4 separate regions of the Mus musculus genome follow, and regions 1, 2 and 3 are each linked to region 4. A link is a contact called in public HiChIP or PLAC-seq and promoter capture Hi-C data. All regions are on one chromosome and are shown on one strand. Each heading gives the region's core, a stretch centred on a gene start, on an enhancer-like site or on the middle of the called end of the contact. The rest is flanking DNA. Distances are from core to core; before and after follow the strand shown. Region 1 holds the start of Spats1 (spermatogenesis associated, serine-rich 1). Region 2 holds the start of Tnfrsf21 (tumor necrosis factor receptor superfamily, member 21). Region 3 holds the start of B230354K17Rik (RIKEN cDNA B230354K17 gene). Region 4 holds the start of Enpp4 (ectonucleotide pyrophosphatase/phosphodiesterase 4).

Region 1 (2,735 bases), core at 118-2,617, 1.4 Mb after region 4:
CCTGCCTGTCCTGCACAAGCACTGCACGTGTGCAAGCGCCAGCTTAGCTCCTCTTTTTGATGGAAGTCTCTGACTGATCAGATCTCAAATGTAGACATGAGCTCATTGTGTGTAGCCCCTAACTATCTGCCTTAGCTTGGATCTGCAATGCTCTCCAAAAACCCATGTTTTAAAGATTTAGCTCCCAGTCTGTCATACTGTTGGGATGATGGGACTGTTTTAAAAGTCAGAGGGCATGGAGGTGGAGAGAGTTAGAACCCTTGATGCTCTTGCAGGGGGGGGCGGGACTTCTATCCCCAGCACCACGTGGTGGTTCACAGCCATCCATAACTCCAGTTCCCGGGTATCCAACGCCCTCTTCTACCTTCTGCAGGCACCAGACGCAAACTCAGTATACATACATACAAACAGGCAGGCAAAACATACATAAATAAAATAAAGACAACTTTAAAAAAATAAGAAGTCTTGGGTCGTTGGGGTGCCTCTGAGTGAAAGAGTGGGACCACAGCCATCCCTTTTACTCGTCATTATTTCTTGACTAAGAGGGAGACGCTTTGATGATTGCCACTATGATATGCCACCAGAGGGCCAAAGCAACAGGACCTTGACCATGAGCCACACCTGGAATGTCGGGGGCCTGTGAAGCAAAAGATGGAGAATTCCGGGCTACTCTGGGCTACATATGAGGTAGCAGTGCTTAGTCTTTAAAAAAAAAAAAAAAAAAAAAACCTATAAAGCTATGAGTCCAATAAACCTTTTCTCTCCATAAGCTTATACACCCATCCAACCTTTTGATTTCCCAGAACTCAATTGTATTTCTTTTCCACCTTAGTCATGCCCAAGTCGCTTTTCTCTGGAACCTTCTGCCGCTCTCTAGTACAGGCCGCTCTTGAGACAGAGGGAAGTTGGCGGACGGGATTGCCATATCCAGTATTCATGGGCTCACCAGTTCACACAGTGAAAAGCAATCGGACCCAAAAGGTGCTTGTTAGAAAGGCTATCATTCAAAACCAACAGACCCCATAAGTCATTGAAATTCAAGAGGCAGCGCAAGGGAAAAACCTAAATCTCACTGGACCTCCTAGCGGTGTTCACGGGTTTGAATGTCCTGCCCACTCCTCCTCCTCCTGACTCAGGGCTCCCGAAAGTACTCGCCCCGCCCCGTCCTTGGGTCTCCTTTCCACCTCTGAGTCCCACCCTACTTCCCTGGGGGAAGCCCTTCATCTACCCTTGGAAGACTCCATGGAGGATGTGGCCCAGATCAACGCACCAACTGGCAGCGGAACTGCCAAATACCAGGATGCAAAGCGAAAGCAAGGGCGTCTACCACCGCCTGCAAGGCTCGGTCCAGGGTTGCCAGGACAACGCGCCACTTCCCGCGAGCTGGCGCGCTACTCTTGACGCACCTATCTTCCTGCACCCGGCGCTCCGGCCTGGGTTGAGGATGGAGGTCTCAGACCTCAGAGCTGCAGAACCTCAGGATTTTGTTTTAGTTTGCGGCTCTTTTCCAACAACTGTCATTGCTACTTCTGTCACCTCGGGTGGCCGTGTGCGGTGCACCCTCTACAGAGCTTGCAGATGTCGGTGTAGAATTGGCATCCTGATTAGACAGGATTCACCCACCACTTACCGCTCCTTTTTCTGGGCCAGGCGCCCTGCTGGATGCTGTCTTGCCTCAGCAGCCAGCTGCGTTTTTCAAAATAGAAAACTGACTTTGAACAAAGGCTCGTTCAAGGTCATCCAGAAAACAGATTCACTCCCAAGTTCCACCCTTACAAAGCTATCTTTCTCTCCATGGTATAGACTGAAATTTATCTTTCTAACCCTTTCCCTAATAAATCTCACATAGAAACGCCCCCCATCCCAAGCTTAGTCTCTAAATTTATATTGAGACCTGGTTTGGGGGCTGGGCAGTGGTGGCACACGCCTTTAATCCCAGCACTTGGGAGGCTGGCTGAGGCAGGCAGATTTCTGAGTTTGAGGCCAGCCTGGTCTACAGAGTGAGTTCCAGGACAGCCAGGGCTACACAGAGAAACCCTGTCTCAAAAAAAAAAAAAAAAACAAAAAAAGAAGGAGGAGGAGGAGGAGGAAAAGAGAGAGAGTAATTAATATAATTATTCATATTTACTTGTGTGCTGTATGCATGTGCGTGCACATGTATCAGGGACTCACTTGCCCATGCATTTGTATATGTCAGGTGTCTTCCTCCGTTGCTCTCTGCCTTACATTTTTGAAATAAGGTTCTTGCTGAACCCGGAGTTCACTGTTACAGCAAGGAGTCCCAGGGAACTACCTATCTCTGTCCCACCAGCTTATAGATGTGCCATATGGCTTTTAGTAGGTCCTGGGGTTTGAACTCAGGTCCTCGGCTTGTGCAGAAAGCACGTTACCCACTGAACCCTCTCCACAGAGTGGTTCTGTTGTTAGTAATTGCATTGATTGCAAAAGAAACAACAGAAGGAGTATAGAAATCTTGAAACTGAGCTAGCCAAATATTGCTTAGACGGAGTAGATCCTCTCCAGGCCACGCCCTAACTGAGGAGTCATCCAATAGGAGACGGCCACTGGGGTTATAAAAAAGAAGCCAGAGCTGGACAGTGGTGGCACACACTTTTAATCCCAGCACTCTGGAGGCAAAGGCAGGTGGGTCTCTGTGAGTTTAAGGCCAGCCTGATCTACAGAGCGAGTTCTAGGACAGCCAGAACTATACACAGAAACTGTCTCAGGAAGAAAGA
Region 2 (2,905 bases), core at 359-2,858, 1.1 Mb before region 4:
ACAATAGGAAGAACAAAGAGAACGAGCAGGTCAGAACCACACTTACCCAAATTAAAGTCTCCCAGCTTGGAAGATCAAATCATACATTACCTCAAGTAACTCATATTTGTCTGCAAGGTGTCAGCTGACCCCTTTTCTTTAATATCTCACTTCCCACCCCCACCCCCTTTTAAACAGAAAGACCTTTGATTGTGGTGGCCAATAATTTGAAGTTTTGAAGAATTAATTGGCCCTATTATACATGAAGACATAGTAATCCCCCTTCACTTTTGGAAGCCTCGGAGAGAGTTTGAGAATTTCAAGTTGAAATATCACCCCCTTTCACAAAATTCTGTATTTAAGGATAGTATTTTTCAGAATTTAAAAAAATTTTTTACTGGAAACTTAATATTACAGCATTCCCCTTCAGGGTTTATGGTCAAGCTTTTTTAAATATATGTTTTATTTCTTTAACTGGCAGATGTTTGAAAGATGAGAGTAGGATTAATCCTCATATTAATTTTTAAATACATCTCATTCTTCCAAAGAATGCCGAGAAAAAGAACCAACTCTCCATGTAGTAACTGGCAAGGAAGGAAATAGGGCTCCTACCATGGCAACTCCCTGTCAGGGATGCTTAGTGTTGTTTCTGTCCAGGTTCCTCACTGCTGAGAACAAATAGCCAACAATACTGAGAGACGGGGAGGTTTCTTCTGGCTAACAGTTTCAGGGATACAGTTATTGCAGGAGAGGAGAGGAGAGGAGAGGAGAGGAGAGGAGAGGAGAGGAGAGGAGAGGAGAGGAGAGGAGAGGAGAGGAGAGGAGAGGAGGCAGCTGGTTAAACCGGGTCTGCAGTCAGGAAGCAGGGGAGCCACACATAAATGCCGAGACTACACTTGCTTTTTCCTTTTGCTCCACTGTGAGAACACAGCAGACCTCAAAACACAGCAGTTTGGGAACCAACACACACGTCTCTTTGTGTCTGGCAATTGATGTAAGCTCCATGGTTTTTGCTTTTTTTCTAGCTCCTTTAATTGATTGATTGATTGATTGATTGATTGATTGATTTCTGAGACTGGATTTTGCTCTGTAAGCCAGGCTTGTGTAGAACTCCAATTTTGGCTGGCCTGGAATTGGAGAAGTTCATATTCTCATTATACAGAGTGCTTAATGGCACCGTTATGCTCAGGTCATTCATTCATTCATTCATTCATTCATGCATGCATGCATGCATGCATGCATGAGATAGGAGTTTTCTGTGTAGCTCAGAATTTCCCTCCAACTTCAAATTCTCCTTCCTCAGCTTTCCTGGCAATGAAAATACAGGCCTGCGCCATTATGCGCAAGTTATATTGGCTGTTGTTAATATTTATGTTAGGAAAAGAAAATAGTCTCTGTTTTACATACAATCTACTTGGAATCATTTTTTTTTTTTAAAGTTAAGTCGGGGTGAGGGGTGTGTGCAGGTTAACAAGCAAACGCAATTCCTCCAGCTAACGCCAAGGGGCACCCTCTCCTTCCCCTCGGTTTCTGGAGCGCCTTGAGTTCTTTCCATCTGCACAAAGAGCCCGGCCTCCTCCCGGGTGACATCACAAAGGGTCGTTCTCCGCCCCTTCGGCGCCACCACGTGTGTCCCCGAGCTGAGTGGCCATCCGACTCAGTCCCTCGCCGGCCGGTCTAGGCAGCGGAGGAGGCGAGTGCTTGATAGTGGCTGGAAGCTTCGCTATGGGAAGTCGCTCTTTAGCACTGTCGCGGCTAGCCCTGCTCTCTGGTTCTCCGCAGCCGCTGTCGTTGGAGAGCACCGGGAGGCGCGGGTTGCGAGCGCGCCTGCTTCTCACCGCCCGGGCGCCAGCGCCCCTGGGCAGGTGCTGAGCGCCTTTCGGAGCCTCCCCTGCTGCCTCCCTCTTCCGCCTGGGTGCCTGGCTGCTGCAGTGCACATGGGCTGCTGGAGGTAGATGGGCTCACCGCCCGTGAGGCGGCGGTGGATGCGGCGCTGGGCAGAAACAGCCACCAATTCCAGCTGCCGTGGGGCCGAGCGCCCCGGGCGCCGCTGCGAGCCCCGAGCTCGGCCATGGGGACCCGGGCAAGCAGCATCACCGCCCTCGCCTCTTGCAGCCGCACCGCCGGCCAAGTCGGAGCCACGATGGTCGCCGGCTCTCTTCTCCTGGTGAGCGATAGGAGGGGACCCTAGGGTGGCGGCTACGTTCGAGCCTGTGTCCGGGAGCCGGGCGGGTCCTCGGGCCCGTAGTGCCGGAGGCGCGCGGTGGGACCAGACGGGTTGGAAGGGTTGGTTACAAGGCAATAGCCAGACCGAGGAGGACTCCTACTAGATCGTGTGTGTGTGTGTGTGTGTGTGTGTGTGTGTGTGTGTGTGTGTGGTGAGCTAAGGCTAGTGAGTGTTAAAGAATTATTTTTCTTGCAATCTGGCTGCTTGAAGGAGGCGCGAGAGGTGTCCGCCTCGAGGTCCTGCGCATTTTTGGGTTTTTGCCCCCGACTCGGCCTATCTCGCACCCCAACACCCAGCCTCACCCCAATATCATTCGCTGCCAGACCCTCGGCGCGGTGCGAGGCCCGAGTAGTCCTGTCAGTAGCCAGCTGCCGGTTGTGGCCGCTCCTTTGTCGCTACTGCAATGTCATGTCCGGATGCTACCGCAGTGGAGACAGCCGGATCGGTGCGCTCCGGACGCGAGCAACCGCTGCATGCTTCCGCGCGCGAAGCTTTCCGGAGTAGGGCGCAGGCCACCCCTTGCTTCAGCTTCCTTGCTTCTCTCCTCCCTCTTAGTTCAGATGGGTCCTGATTTCTGCAAGCCAAAAGAAGAAGAAGAAGAAGGAGCCCGGGTGGGTGGTGGGGGTGGGGTGGGAGGGGGAGGAGGAGAAGAAGGACCCAGAGACCCAGGCGCCTCTAAAGCACAGGCTTGGAGCCAAC
Region 3 (2,700 bases), core at 130-2,629, 1.3 Mb after region 4:
TTATTTATTTGTCTTATAAAAATGAGTAATCTGAGGCTCTCAGAAGTAACTCAGCCGGAGCCACACAAAAGTGCTTGTGAAAACAAAGCTGTAGTAAATGAAAAATAGGTGCCACCAAACCACTAAACAACTAACTCTCAACGGGACGACCAACGAATGGGCCAGGAGGACTCTAAGAAGTGTTCTCAGCTAAGTTTGGAGCATGTTCAGAAAGATGCCAAAGCAATAAGGAGCTATCTCAAGAACGCACAAGACAGACGGAAAGGTGCTCATACATTCGGCGCACTCGATTAAATGCACGTTAACTTAATTTCTATTTTACTTCCTTCCTTCTGCTGTTCCGCTCACCGTGACATAATCTACAACATTTCTGGACGCAAACACCACCGTAGGTAAGTTTGTCCTAACTGGCTTCTATCCCGGCAAGGGTGGCGTGACTGGAAAGGTAAGAGAAAGGACCCAGGTCCTAAGATAAGCAGAGAGGTGCAGACGTAAACGGGCAGCCTGTCCGGCTGTAAAGAAGTCACGGAAAAAACAAAGTTGCAGCCACAACGGCTTCTAACAGAGCGAAGCGCTGTGCACGAGCTGAGATCGAAAGGAGCTGGAGAAACACCAGGCTCCGGGGGAGGTCCGGTCGGCGGCCACCGGGCTGCAGAAGACACCGAGGGGGCGCGTCCCTAACTGATCAAATAAGTGATCAAGGGCCTAGCAAATGCCAAGCGAGGAGCGCCGGGCGACAAGTCGCGACCTCGCCCCCGGGGTGAGCCAGGTGACCCGAGCCCGCACCCATGCACCGCGAGGGTCCCCGGGGTCCGCGCAGTCGCCGCCCCGCACCGCAGACCCCCGCGGGACAGCCACGGCTCCCGGAGCTTCCCCGCGCGTGCGCACACGCTACCAGAGCCGGCGGAGGGCTGCGGACGGCGGGAAAAGCTGCCTCACCTCCGTGTTCCTCCACACTCCCCCTTTGATCATAATCCGGGGCATCTTAGCGGCAGAGTGTCCCGGCAAGGGAGCCGAGGAGAGCTTCGAGAAAGTAGTAACGGCGCTCCGGGCACGGGACGCAAAAGGCCACTTCCTCCCAAGAGCGACCTTCTGCTTTGAAGAGCTCTGCGCAGGCGCGGCGTGGGCAGCCCCGGGAAATCTCGCGAGATCTTAGCGGCCGAAGGCAAAAGACGCGGGCGGCCAGGCTGCAACCTTAAGACTGATGGAGACTAATCAAACCGCAGGTGCCAAGGCGCCCGACGTGTCGCGCGCAGGTCCGAGACTAGGGTGAAGGAAAACAAAACTCTCGCGAGATGCCAGAGTTGGAACTTGACCGGGAACGCAGTGAAGGGATTGGTCCTGACGTCACGCGGAGGGCAGTGCCGGGGGTGGGGAATAAATGTGAGGGGTGTGGCGTTCCTCAGCACGCTTGGTCCCCAGGGAGCGCTGTTTGTTTGTTTGTTTGCTTGTTTGTTTGTCTGTTTGTTTAACGGAGCGCTGCGCTGGGCATCCCGGCGACCGACGAGGACTTCGCTGAGTCCTCGGGGAGATGCAAACGAGTCCGTTCTCTTTCTAGGAGCTCCAACTCGCAGCGCCAAGCGCCGAGGATGCCGGACGGACTCAAGATCCTAACTCTAACCTGAGGGACTGAGCGACTGCTCGCCCCAAAGTGTTCGCTCTCCTTCCTGGAAGAGCCACAAGGGGTTCGAGGCGACGCCCTAGGGACCCTTGGGAAGCGTCACGTCAGCCGCTTTCCCTCATCCCTCGCTGTTGGGTGTCTGTGGAACAAACTCGGTGAGTTGCGGGAGTCTCGCCCCTGGAATCCGGGGTCGTCCTCTGAAGAGTGGAACAAACAACTTGTTCATCAAATCAGAGGGCGGCTGCGAGTCCACAAAGTCTCGGTGAAGTGGAAATTGTCAGACTCTCTGCCATCTCCTCTCTCTTTTCCCACGCAGATTTCTCCACTATTCCAGAGCAATTAATTACTTGGTGTCACCCCAGGTCCCTAGGGAAAGATTTTATTCCGTGCATAGCGGCTCTGGTTTGTTGTCACTGTTCATGCTTCCGTTTGCCCCTTCTAGAAGACATGACGGATTTTCCGATTCGATTTTTGTTACGATTTTTTTCCTTGAAATAGGAAATTGTATCAAAATATCACTGCTTTCAGTTGAGAGGGAGGTAGTGTAGTGTTATGAAGAACACTTGGGTTTAGTGACCTACAATCTCATTTCACTCCTGTCATCTGACAGGATGACAGGTTAACAAGCCATTTTCTGCCTCTGGTACTCTTTGCAATGCTCTCTTGTAAAGATGTGTAACCATTACCTCCTGCCAACATCACTTAGTTGTATGGTTTTTATCCCACACACCCAGGTCACACACCATTTGGTTGACCAGATCAAAGCAAATCTGAACACTCCTCTCTGGGGATCTTAACGCTAGGATCCAAAAGAGGTCAGTGTTTCTGCTAGCTGATAAGCCTCTAACCTACCAATTGTGTGGCACCTAACAATTGTATTTTGAACTACATGGTCCCTGGATCTAGAACATTCCCAAGTCGTAACTACTTCCATATCCCCCTTTTGGATTTAGTCATTGAAGTTAGCTTTCCATTATTTGTAATCGAGAGGCCTAATAAATCCACAGTTGAACCAGTCCTCTTTCACATAGGCTATTCCAAAGGATCATGACAGTGACTTCTTCCACTCAACATTCTGT
Region 4 (2,700 bases), core at 11-2,510:
CTGTAATTCTCACCCCAACAAAACCCCAAAGGGAATTTAAAAAGGGGGGCAGGGGAGGGGAAAGGGCAGATATATCTGGACTAGCAGTAACTGGAAATCTGATATAGTCTCCAGTTTGGGGGTGGGGGTGGGGAAATATCCCTTGCCTCCTCTGGGTTAACTGTTTGCCTAAACGTCCATCAGCTCTCACTGAATCCTAGACCATCGAAGGCTTGGACTGGAAGAGGGTAAGGGAAAAGTCCCTGATCAGCCTTAGCATTCCCTCTGCTCTTTGAAGCAAAGAAATTCAAATGTGGCTTTAAAATAGCAATATCCTTTATTGCCCGTGTGGCACAGGTAACAGGTGGTTTACCCATAGATTTTTATTAAGTGCTTAACCTAAGGGAAGAAACCCAACTCCCTGAAAGTTTTCTAAGTCTCAATGATTCTACGATTCTAAATGGTTCTCCGCTGTTCTAGGCCACACATAGCATCTTCAACTCAGTTACATCTTACTGCACACAAAATGCCCCATGATGTACATCCAACAAACTTTCTTCCCAGGCACACCCAGTAAAACTGCCTTTAAACTTAGTTGAGGGGTAAGGCAGGGGAGAAGCACGAAAACTCAACAGTCCCCCTAAAACTGAGAAATCTCTGGGGAAACTGGAAGAAAGGGGAAACCCACACATCCGCGTGCTTCTCTCTGCAGCTGGCTCCTCTGGAGTCCCACCAAAGGTACAGGGGATTTTTTTTCCAGTCACTGGCTGGACAGCCATCCAGGCTCAGGGCTGGCTCCAGCATTGGGAAGGGTTGTTTGCGCAGCGCCTACCCAGCATCCGGCATCTCCCTCAGCCTGCTCTCTACATTTTAGATCAGGAATGCCAATTGACAGCACGAAAGCACTGACCCTGAAGCTGACACCCAGGCAGCCGTGGCCCCGCCCTTACGCCTTGACCCTGACCCTGACCCCGGCCATGACCCCCGCCCCTCACCTAACGCCACAGTTGACATCCACCTGCCGCCGTATGCTCCTCCTCCCCGCCTCCCTGGTCACCCCACGCGCGTCTCCACTAGCGGAACCGACCCGCGGGTGGAGAAGAAGGAACCAGAAGCTCTCACCGTCTCTACCCTCCGCCCTCGGCGAGCTGGGGAAGGGAGTGGCATTTCCCTCCGGGACTCACCCGCCTCCACCGCCACTTCGGTCTGGCGCGCGGAACTCAGCGCTAGCGGAACCCCGCGCTCCCGGCCACTATCTGGTCGGCGGACGCGGGCGGAGCGCGGCTCCGCGGAGCGCTTCCTGGGACGCCTGCGCAGTAGCGGACGCCCCCCCCCACCCCCCGCGCGCGGGCCCCCGCAGAGACTGGCGCTGCCCCGGGGCGCTCCGGAGGCTCCCAGTGCGCAGCTGCTGCGGGACGCCGCAGAGAGCGCCTGGGGCCGACCGCCGAGTGTGAGACGCGTACCCGGATTGGATGCCCGAGCCCGCGGTGAATGGGACTCCCTTACCCATTGGTTCATTTAACGGTACCACTCGGAGACAGGTAGAATGGAGCTGGACAGAGAGGTTTGCCTTTCCCACCCTCTCACCCGCCCTGGCTGCCCTTTTCTTATTACTCTGTTGTGGGTCCCTTGTTTTAGGCAGAAGACGAAGAAGTTCCTTTTGCCTTCACCTGCACAAGGAAAGACACTCTGAAACAACCAGTTCATTTTTTTTTTCTGGTCATGTTTCTGCCTTTTAAAATTCCCTTTCTGTTTTAAAATCATCCTCTGGTCATCTCACGCGCACATTCCTTCTATTTAGAATAAGGTGTTGTCTGTTTCTACAGTCCCAAATAAAAGTCTGTTGGGGTCCTCAAACTAAGTTTGTTCTAATTTTGCCACAGCCGTGGATGTGAAATTATGCTCGTGCCTTTAAAACTAGTATTAATAGCTGAATTATCCAACTTCAAACTTAATTAGCAGAATTGCCCGAGATATATTTCTTTAATATTTGTATTGCCCAGACATAGTTGACAAAGAGGTTAGTATTTTTTCTTTGTATCTCTAATGCCCAAAGGTGAACCTGACATGCATGGACTTACTCAATGATTTTTGGGTTTAACGAGGTATGTTAAGGTACTCCATGTTTAAATGCTTCCTCTGTTAAGATGCAAGTGCTCAGAAAATGTTTTCATTACAGTATCTACACACAAGATACTTAAGGGGATACAATTAATCGAGTTAAGGATATCAAAATCATATACTATACCCTGAAATCTAAAAGACTTAGCTGGAAACCCAGTAGCTGGATTTATTGGGTTCTGGGCATTAAACGTCAAAGGCTGAATTTGGTACCCTGCTCTGAGTTGAGAGTACAGCCATAATTCAGAGCCTGGGTGCAATCAAGGAGACAATTTTAATATGAGTGTAGTCAGTTCATTATTGATTCCAGTTTCAAGCCTCCAGCTATCCTGTACATTCACAAACTGGAGCGTCTTGGACCCACAGGTTGGCTTGGCCAGCACTGAGTAATGTTGGGCACTGAGTAAGGTTGTGCCTCAACCTGTTTGAGCTTTATCTCCTCATCTGCAGAGCAAGTCCTGGACCAACCTCTCAGGGTTCTTGTCCAATACGTTTTCTAAAGCAAATAAAGCACTCAGCCAGTCACCGGTCATCGTGTTAGCTGCCATTGTCACTGCGATACCGCCAATTGTTTTGAACAATAGGGTAAGATGGAGTTCT

The links. Promoter capture Hi-C pulls out the DNA fragments that hold promoters and counts their contacts. HiChIP or PLAC-seq counts read pairs in DNA pulled down with a chosen protein or histone mark.
Region 1: a contact with region 4 is called in a promoter capture Hi-C map of embryonic stem cells, with 3 times the contacts expected there. The contact joins the promoter of Spats1 here to the promoter of Enpp4 in region 4. A contact is called at or near these places in 3 of 39 promoter capture datasets (embryonic stem cells, hippocampal neurons and pre-B cells).
Region 2: a contact with region 4 is called in a promoter capture Hi-C map of embryonic stem cells, with 3 times the contacts expected there. The contact joins the promoter of Tnfrsf21 here to the promoter of Enpp4 in region 4. A contact is called at or near these places in 2 of 39 promoter capture datasets (embryonic stem cells and erythroid cells).
Region 3: an H3K27ac HiChIP or PLAC-seq map of embryonic stem cells shows a contact between it and region 4, with 7 times the contacts expected there. The contact joins the promoter of B230354K17Rik here to the promoter of Enpp4 in region 4. A contact is called at or near these places in 5 of 115 datasets of contacts at active chromatin or transcription factors (astrocytes, embryonic forebrain, embryonic stem cells and 2 more) and 2 of 9 other capture datasets (adipose tissue and liver).

What each region holds. Positions count from the first base shown.
Region 1 is chr17:45,473,571-45,476,305 of GRCm38.p6, forward strand. Spats1 (spermatogenesis associated, serine-rich 1) reads right to left here and starts at 1,368. Exons shown (of 8, transcript NM_027649.3): 1 at 1,229-1,368. The coding sequence starts at 1,244.
Region 2 is chr17:43,014,947-43,017,851 of GRCm38.p6, forward strand. Tnfrsf21 (tumor necrosis factor receptor superfamily, member 21) reads left to right here and starts at 1,609. Exons shown (of 6, transcript NM_178589.3): 1 at 1,609-2,146. The coding sequence starts at 2,051.
Region 3 is chr17:45,432,452-45,435,151 of GRCm38.p6, forward strand. It overlaps B230354K17Rik (RIKEN cDNA B230354K17 gene), which reads left to right and starts at 1,380. Exons shown (of 3, transcript NR_130961.1): 1 at 1,380-1,776. Cdc5l (cell division cycle 5-like (S. pombe)) reads right to left here and starts at 1,256. Exons shown (of 16, transcript NM_152810.2): 1 at 940-1,256. The coding sequence starts at 984.
Region 4 is chr17:44,104,548-44,107,247 of GRCm38.p6, forward strand. Enpp4 (ectonucleotide pyrophosphatase/phosphodiesterase 4) reads right to left here and starts at 1,261. Exons shown (of 4, transcript NM_199016.2): 1 at 1,102-1,261. It overlaps Gm34917 (predicted gene, 34917), which reads left to right and starts at 1,237. Exons shown (of 4, transcript NR_167720.1): 1 at 1,237-1,520.